Linked DNA regions of Oryzias latipes: region 2 is linked to region 1. A link is a contact called in public Hi-C data. All regions are on one chromosome and are shown on one strand. The core of a region is the stretch at or near the end of the contact, and the rest is flanking DNA. Distances in the headings are between cores, read along the strand shown. Region 1 holds the start of LOC101160155 (membrane-associated guanylate kinase, WW and PDZ domain-containing protein 3). Region 2 overlaps LOC101160155 (membrane-associated guanylate kinase, WW and PDZ domain-containing protein 3).

Region 1 (4,487 bases), core at 389-2,888:
TTGCAGGTGTGCTGTGTTGTTTGTCTCTGAAAGTGCATTTGGATATACCTACAGGATTGAACTTGGGTCACAAATAATAACAGCACACTCGTTTTAGCAACATTATTTCTGGACACACAGTGGAATGATGTTAAGAAGCCAAGCCAACTATAATCTGGATTTAGACATGTCAAGCCAGCTCAAAGCCAGCCAATATGAGCTTTAAACACTGTTGGCCATCATTAGTTTTGACGTCAACGAGAAAATAAAAAAAGCCTCGTTTAGGTCTTTGCTGCTGCAGAAATCCAGCAGATTCTCTGGGGAACAGCCTCCTCACTTGTCCCTGGTTTGCTCCAGACACATGGTTGCTTTTCTCATCGGCTCCTTCAACCCTGTGAATTATTTATCAGATTATTGAGGCCGGCAATTTAAACGCAGACCAGGGGGCCAAATTCCAGATAACAGAGACAACTCCAGCTTGGTGAGACAGCATGCTCCTGGTTCTCTGTTAGAAAATGAACGGATCCGTCTGAACACGGCTACACCACACTGATGTCTGACTGGGCTGTTTGTCAGCGTGAGCAAATGTTCAAAACTCATCATGCTGAAGGCTTTGGCACAAGCTACCAGCACCATTTATTTCAGGTTGAGAAACATTAACATTTATTTCAGGAGCCAGATGAATGTGCATTAACGCCAACATATGTGCACCAGTTCCCTTTTTGCAAAGCTTTTGGTCATCAAACCAACAATTGTACAGAACCAATCACAGTTGAGGCATTTTTTTATGCAAAAGCTGAGCACTGAGACGAAGATACTGTACGTATTACAGGTGAGCATGAAGACTTTTTTCTGTATGAGAAAAAGTCAGTTTGGCATCCATTATGATTAGAAGCTTTGTAGGAAATTCAGTGCAATTTCGGTGGCATTGAAGCCAAAAGTAAAGAATTAAAAGACATGATGAGGTGATGTCATATGTCCTTGCAGTACAAACTTGATAAAGAGTCACACATTTTCCAAATTCTAAATTGTTTTTTTTTTGGGGGGGGGGGGGGGGGGGGAATAAACAAAAAGAGCCATGAAAATATGTTTTAGCAAAAAAAATGTATTTACTATTATGTTTTTTAAAAGAAACAATTCATTTTAATGTGAGGATGTCTTTAAAAAAAACAAAGGATTTAAGTTTGGACACAGGGGGGAAAGGCCTTTTAAGCTGATATAAACAGGTCTGTGTTTAATGGGCTGAAGGTAATTAGCGCATTGATTAATTATGGTATTAAGGACTTTTGAAGTGAACTGCGCCTCTGCTTTCCATGTTTAAATCAATGGGTGGCGCTGTGGAGACATTAATTATGGTCACTGAAAAATGCCCCCCCCCCCACACACACACACACACATTTACACACGTTTGCTTTTACGTTGCGTTTTTATAGAAATTATACAATTTATAAAACAGCTGGTTGTACTTTTGTTATAAAAACGTCACGCAAGTATGGCCTAATATGAAATATGAGTCTTTTAAAATAAATACAGATATCAGGAATTTTAATATTAAAATACATTATAATGCTTTTAAATTGTAATATGTTGTTATAATGTTTTTTTTCTTTCCTTTTGCGTGCGATTCTTTATTTCTTTTTCTTTTTCAAATGAGTTATGAGCCTACCGCAGCACACCGAGGGATGGAGCCCGCATGTCATGAGTCTGGCAACTGCTGCTGCTGAGCGTAAGGGGGCGTTTTGGAGCGTAGCAACATCTCTCTTGGCGGTACCAGGTGTGTTCAAACCTGTGGCAGACAAACTCCCGCGGATGTCTCTCGCTTTAGTCATTAAGGGGTGGAACTCAGCTGCGTAAACAACCTACTGCTGAACCGCCCGGCTCTTCCCAGCCTGCCCAAAGGTACGACGGAATTCTTGGAGACGGCGCACAACAACGCCTCGACGACACAGACTCAGCACAACCGTCCTCCCAGTCAGACAGATGTCTAATGTTTACATTTTGGTTTGACTGCTTGGCATCAGGCGGCTCGTCCAGTTGAGTCAAAGGCGCGGACATGGCTTCAGGAAACGGCACTCGATCGTCTTAGTTTTTAATCATCTACGCTGTACGTTCTTCTCCTTTACGCACGAGACGCGCTTGGATTTGTTCCGCCGTGCGCTCAGCCGTGGCATGACAGCTCCGAGTCCGATCCTCAGGTGAAGATCAGCCTCCTCAATGTCAAGGAGATGACATTCCCAGCTGGTCGAAAGAACAGATCAGGGGGTGTTATCAGGCTGCGTCACTCTACGTTTATTTAACATAACTGACTTCCATCAGTTCAGTTCGGATTTTAAACTAAACAAAACGATGTCCAGAACGCTGAAAAAGAAGAAACACTGGTCAAGCAAAGTGGTGGAGTGCGTCGTGTCATGGGGGAATCTGGGGGACTTTGGCTCCGTTGTGGAGGTGTTAGGAGGAGCAGAAGTCGGACAGTTCCCCTACCTGGGTCAGATGAAACTGGACATACTTGTGTGTCACGTTGGCAAGCTGCCCTACTACGGAGATGTCCTGCTGGAAGTAAACGGGACGCCTGTCAGTGGACTTACAAACCGCGACACTCTGGCCGTCATACGCCACTTTCGGGAGCCGATCCGCTTGAAGACCGTCAAACCAGGTGCGTTCTCCTCTGTTTCCTGTGCGCTGCTGTGCCACTCCAGCTCTGATTGTAGGATATGTGCTTACTACCTAACATAACAACTCTCATGGTGATCCTAAAGGACTCAGCAGACAGAGCAGGGACCTGTTACTGCCAGCCTGGGTAGCAGAGGAGTTACGCACAAGTGATAAAGCAATACTTCACAATCTTTCTAGACATATTTTAAGGCAAAGCTATACATAAAGTTAGTGGAAGTTTTGCAAACTGGATCAAAACTGGCAGATACAGAATATTGCAATGACTACTCCATTCATTGGTTCCTGAAGGATACCCAGATTTCTTCTGTGAGCCCCTCTGTCCCATAAAATCTAATTGACTAATTCCTTCAGCACTTTCTCTGGGAGATCGAAGAGTGATGATGGTAATAATGGCTTGCAGCCAGACAGGAGCCTCCTGACTTAAGTGCACTTATGCAGAGAAATCTGGGCCATTTTCATCCTTCCATTACTCACTGCTGCCCACTGGCTACAGACACAGTGGGTGTTAGTTGTGTTGCTCTCCATTGTTCCCAGTGTAGTTCCAGACCAACTTCCACTTTCCGTCCGTCGGCTCAAACCCTTTTAGCAGAAACATTTAAATGAAAGCCCAGGGGAGCCAGTTTAGCTCGTGCTGGTTTGCGGCGCCTTCCGTCTGTGAAACCCGGGTTCGACTCCAGGCTGCTCCCTGTTCCCTTCTCTACCTCTGCCGGTTCCAAGCCCGGTTTGAGAAAGTTGCGTCAGGAAGGGCATCCGGCGTAAAAACATTGCCAAATTTACCATGCGACTCGTTCGCTGTGGCGACCCCTGATGGGAGAAGCCGAAAGAGGAAGAAGATTTAAATGAAAGCCCAGATTGTTCAAAATCAGCATTAGCAGTTGACTCCGAAGACCACAGCTGTTCGGGTGTACAGGCACGCTTGTGTTTCCCTTCAGCCCCTCTCCAATATGAGAAGTAATTTGTATGTATTTTATGTGCAAACAGAAATTGAAAGCCAGAGTGTTTGCTTTGACTTAGAAGTCCTGTCCTTATTGGAGTGTGTTCACCTGAAGGTGTGTGTTTTCGGGGCTCCACACTCCCCAGAGCTCCTAACATCATGCTCTCTGCCCCACTAACCAAGAATGATTAATAAAGGGCATGGAGGAAGGAGGGAGCAAGGCAGGGAGAGCGGCACAAAGAAATGAAGAAAGGGAGAGAGACGGGCAGAAAATCAACCCTGCTCTGGCTGTAGGCTGGACTCCCACGCAAGACTGTTTTTGCTCTTTTAAGCTCACAAGGAAGTAAAAGGTGGCAAAGATGGGACAATTCCTCATTGCATTTGTATTTTCCCCCATCTTTTCCCTTTCATCTCAATTTTCAATCCTGACCCCAATTTGATTCAGGTGCATGCTCATCCATGAACCCTTTCCAAACGCTGGCAGCATCCTACAGGAGTTGTTGCATGGTCTGCTAACACACCCATGCACAACTGCATTATATGTATACATTACTGCATGGGAGCTTCATGTTTATTTCACACCTCTTACATAATTGAGATGGCGAGTGGATTTTCTACACCCTGTTAGATGTGGGGGGGCCTTAAGGATCAGCTGTTACCAGGAAGCCCAGAGAACTGCTGTGACACGACGGTGCCGGCAGCAACGGACAGATGAGGGAGAGCCAGATGTTCTGCTGTGCTTGTCCCAGAATCTTTTTGTGCTTCTGTTGGCTTTGCCCTCTGCAGCTCCTATTGTGCTCCTGCTGCTGACAGCTGGGGAGGAACATTAAGGGATGATTTAAAGTGTGCAGACCAAAAAAAAAAAAAAAGATGTGTGGCAAGAATAGAGAGTTTGCAATAT
Region 2 (4,271 bases), core at 307-2,806, 120 kb after region 1:
TATAATAAAATTGTCTGGTATTATGCAGGGTAACCCTAGGAGTTGGTCATCCTTTGAATCCATATTCCACAGCTGCTTCACACTGAAGTCACCATTACCCTTTAACTGTTCCATACTGGAGCTTTAAAAAGTTGACGTTTCTGAACTTTTTTTGCCTGAATCATTGATTAAATTAGGCAGAAATCAAAAATAAAAAAAACTATTAAAGCAAATTACTTTTAGTCAAAGGTGATGTCCCTCTCTTGCTCTACAGTTTTTTTAATGGTGGTAAGGGAATAAATTAGTCCCTTAAGCTACAATTTTGCCTTTTTATCTTTCTATCTCAACTCATTTCTTGTCAGGGTTGCACAAAAAGGTCTCAGTTGATGAGTTTATCAAGTTAAAATATGGATCACGCCTATTAACTTTAATTTACTAATTAATATGTTGATTCACATCTCACAATGCGTGTAATTAAAGTTAAGCACAGGGGTGGATGGATTTTGCAGTCTTTAAAAGAGATATATAGGTTTATCTGTAATGCTACATTTAAATGTGGTGGACTTTCTAAATGGGAATTTTAGTCAGAAAGCCTGTCATGCTCTCATAAATCTGCAATACTTCTTTTTTTCTTAGGCAAAGGAGCTTCCCCAGGTTTCACTGCAGACCCCAGCCAGCTGAAGGGAGAGTTGTACCACACATCTCTGAAGAAAAGCTCACAGGGTTTTGGATTCACCATCATTGGAGGGGATCGAACAGATGAGTTTCTGCAGGTGAAGAATGTGCTCAGCGATGGCCCTGCTGCTCAGGACAACAAGATGGCATCCGGTGAGAAATGAGATGTTTATGTGCTAAAAAAAAATTAACATTTGAGAAATAAGCCAAAACAGGAATGTTCTGCAGAGACACTTGGAGGTGCTAAATTTACCTTAATGGTTCTCATTTAACCTGACAGTATCCCAGGGGTTCAATAAGATAGTAAAATGAACTCTAGCACAGTTGTATATAAGCAAGCAGTCTGATCACTGTGGGAGTCGTGCCTTAAGCTGTGTGTGTGTTGAACTGTGTGTTTGGGTGTGATCGTTTCGAGAGTATAATGTGACAGGGATCTACAATTGTCTCTGCTCTGCAGTTGTTGTGGGAGTACTGCTCAGGACTGCACAGCAAAGTAAAGATTGAAAGGGGGAGAATGAAGCAGGAATGAATGAGATAAAGGGAAATAAAAGCAATAAAGAGGGCTGCCAAAGTGGAAATACAGCAGCTGCAAAGGGGAAAGGGACATTTCACAGGAGTGATGTCTGACAAAGGAAGCACAGCTTTGCAAGAAAATGTAGAAGAAGTTATGTCTAGATTAAAAATTGGAGCAAGTATTCCCTTTTGTCACTCAGTTTTTCATTTCCTTTTGTGTCAGGTGATGTGATCGTTGAAATTAACAGGATGTGCGTGCTTGGAAGGACACATCCAGAGGTGGTAAAGATGTTCCAGTCTGTTCCCATCAACCATTATGTAGACATGGTTCTTTGCCGCGGCTACCCCCTTCCTCCTGATGTCGATCTAAACAGTGATGACCCGCTACCCCCTCCTCCCCCTCCTCCCGGAGCTCAAACCCAGCAGGGTTTGCATGGGGGAGAGGTGGTGACAGCTGTGCCCCTCATCAACGGACAACCACTGCTTGTAAAAGGGGATGTTCTCCACGGATCCTCACAAGATCTCCACTACGTAACCACTGATGCCAGCGGCCGCCCTGTTGTGGCCACAGTGCCAAATGGTAGGCAGCCTGATAGGGAGGTGGCCACTACAATGCTTCAGCCAGAACTGGTAAGCGTGCCGCTGGTCAAGGGACCAGGAGGATTTGGGTTTGCCATAGCGGACTGTCCACTTGGCCAGAAGGTGAAGATGATCCTGGATGCACAGTGGTGCCGTGGTCTACAGAAAGGAGATGTAATCAAGGAGATTGACAGACAAAACGTCCAAACACTTAGTCATGCACAAGTGGTAGATATCCTCAAAGACTTCCCGGTGGGCAGCGAGGTCAACGTACTGGTGCTGAGAGGAGGTAAAAGGCTGAATCGACTAATATTTTCTCTGTCTCACTCTTTGTTCTGTGTTTGCATCCGTCTGTTCTTCTGCTCCCTGCTTCTCTCCTGCCTGTCTTGTTGTTTTTCCTCTCATTGTATCCATGTGTTATTCTCATTCATTTCTACCCTCATGTGCATTACATAATGTACTGTTACTGTTGATGCAACTTCTGCAGTGCCCGTTGGAATTCAGATCATAGTGCTGAAACTGACAGGAGGTGAGATGGTGCTGTGGTTGGTTTGGGGGGCACTGAGTGAAAACACATGATTTCGTTTTAAGGGCTGGGTGATGCCACTTTATGCAGCCTGCATAAAAAAATCACTGCTGCCTTTTTTATCCACTTGATAGATCCAAGAGCACTTTTCTAGCTGCTGCAGATGATGATCTGACTGGGTCCTTCAGTGCTATATTTCTTCCCGTCATATGCAGCTTCTTTACATATGCAAACTGCACACCCCAAGCATTTTTCAAGCAGTCCTCTTGTGTGCATCCAGTCAAAATGCCCGTGTTTATGACAACTCCCAGTGAGGCGTAATGCACTCTGTTACAAGTCTGAAAGCAGGAATTACATAAGTGCGAGGATGTGCTTGATTTCAAGCAGCAGCGGGAGGAGGGAAGGCACCCTTCAAATGTCTCCTGCTTACATCTCCTGCTGCCCCAGGGGGCTCACTGCGCAACTCAATGAACTCCGGATTGGCTTTGATCATCAGCAAAGCGCAAGGGAATTCTGCATGCCTCTATAGCCGTGGCCTTACTAACGTCCATGGCTAAACGCCTATAGAGGGACTGTCCTCCAGGGCCTCCTCCCATAACCACGCCTTAACCTCCTTCTATCATCTCTGAAACGCCCACACTACTCACACTCAGGGCTGCAACCTCACCCCCATGTGATCCTCGACTGACGCACTGCATGACTCCATCTATGAAGGATATGTGCTAAGCTTCATGCAGTCTTTATAACCAAAGAGCTAATGCCAGCTTAAACCCTCATTAGACAATGGCCTTTGGCATGGAAGAGGCTTCCTGTCGGTATGTGTTTGCGAGAATCATGAGCATTGTTGTGGTTAAGAAGAAGACAGGTGTGATTTAGTTTAAGAATACACCAAGATTTTCATAGCTTGGCAAATAAATATGCAGTACTTTATTCTTTTTGCAGTACATCAGGCTCCATTTACCTCACATTGGGTCTCATTGGGCCAAGCATTAGCCCAAGCCCTGAGGGATGCAGACTCCGAAGGACTATTTGTTAATTTGATTAATGGGGGGAGTTGAGGAGGAGTGACGGTGGGTGAAGGACTATCTGAGTAATTCAAATGAAACATGCGAAACATGTGGGTGGACCGGACAATTATCACAGGCCAAAAAGAGATTTATCTGTCATGGTATTACACGCATGAATCTTCTGTGCCTTCACTAGCTCTTTTAACTCTACAGACAGTTTCCATTGTGTGGTCAGTTCAAGAACTGCCATTATATTTCATATTGACTATGAAAGTTGGTTAAAAATAAATCTTAATAGAGCTTTCTTTTGTGGGTACATCATTGGGGGTATAAGTACCTTACTCTATTTGTCCACAGCTGTTGTGTTAGTCAAAGAGAGACTGCCATCTGGTGGATGATGCCTTTAGTGATGGCTGTTGATTCCCAAATCTTAAAATATGTTTTGTCTTTGTGTGTCCATAGGTCAGACATCGCCTGTGAAGTCTTTAAAGCCTGTGAGTAGAAACATATCTCTTTCTTTTTCTTCCCTACTGTCTCACTGGGAGAACACATCCTTCAGTTTAATTTCAAAATGTTTTTGTCCTTCGGCTTAACTATTAAGCCTCTCTTGCATCAAATTAAATGATAGCAGGAAATTTGAATATTGATTATCTTTCTCAGAGTCTTCTTTTGTTTGCTCCCAAAAACAGTCTTAATTACCTCTTTTCACTATTCATATTCAATGGGCTATTGTCTGGGGATTGCTGCGGTAATGAGGCATGGATGAGACTCTTCAGATATGGTGGTATCATTAATACAACAGTTTTAGATAAAGACGCTGGCCTGTCTACATGAGAAGGCATGTCACACCCTTTGGGAAATCATTACTCAGTTCCCTCAATCAAATCCCAGTGGTTGGCACTCAAGGCATTCAAAGAGTGATGAGAAAAATCAAGACAAAATGTGTTTTGTTAATGAAGGAGCCAATGAACTGACCTTTTAAGTCTGTTACC

What was found. A called contact is a pair of places that touch in the nucleus more often than the background predicts.
Region 2: a Hi-C map of embryo shows a contact between it and region 1, with 2.4 times the contacts expected there. The contact joins the enhancer-like site here to the promoter of LOC101160155 in region 1. A contact is called at or near these places in 3 of 5 Hi-C or Micro-C datasets (embryo and fibroblasts).

The regions. Positions count from the first base shown.
Region 1 is chr5:15,039,263-15,043,749 of ASM223467v1, forward strand. It overlaps LOC101160155 (membrane-associated guanylate kinase, WW and PDZ domain-containing protein 3), which reads left to right and starts at 1,639. Exons shown (of 20, transcript XM_020703262.2): 1 at 1,639-2,632. The coding sequence starts at 2,326.
Region 2 is chr5:15,156,200-15,160,470 of ASM223467v1, forward strand. It overlaps LOC101160155 (membrane-associated guanylate kinase, WW and PDZ domain-containing protein 3), which reads left to right. Exons shown (of 20, transcript XM_020703262.2): 9 at 616-807; 10 at 1,391-2,035; 11 at 3,742-3,773. Among protein-coding and RNA genes, the nearest start is that of LOC105354097, 16 kb to the right of the region's middle. Within about 2 kb of position 1,557, at least 2 of the 8 cell types and tissues checked have an H3K27ac peak or open chromatin away from gene starts, as enhancers often do. A contact at or near this core is called in embryo, where this site is marked.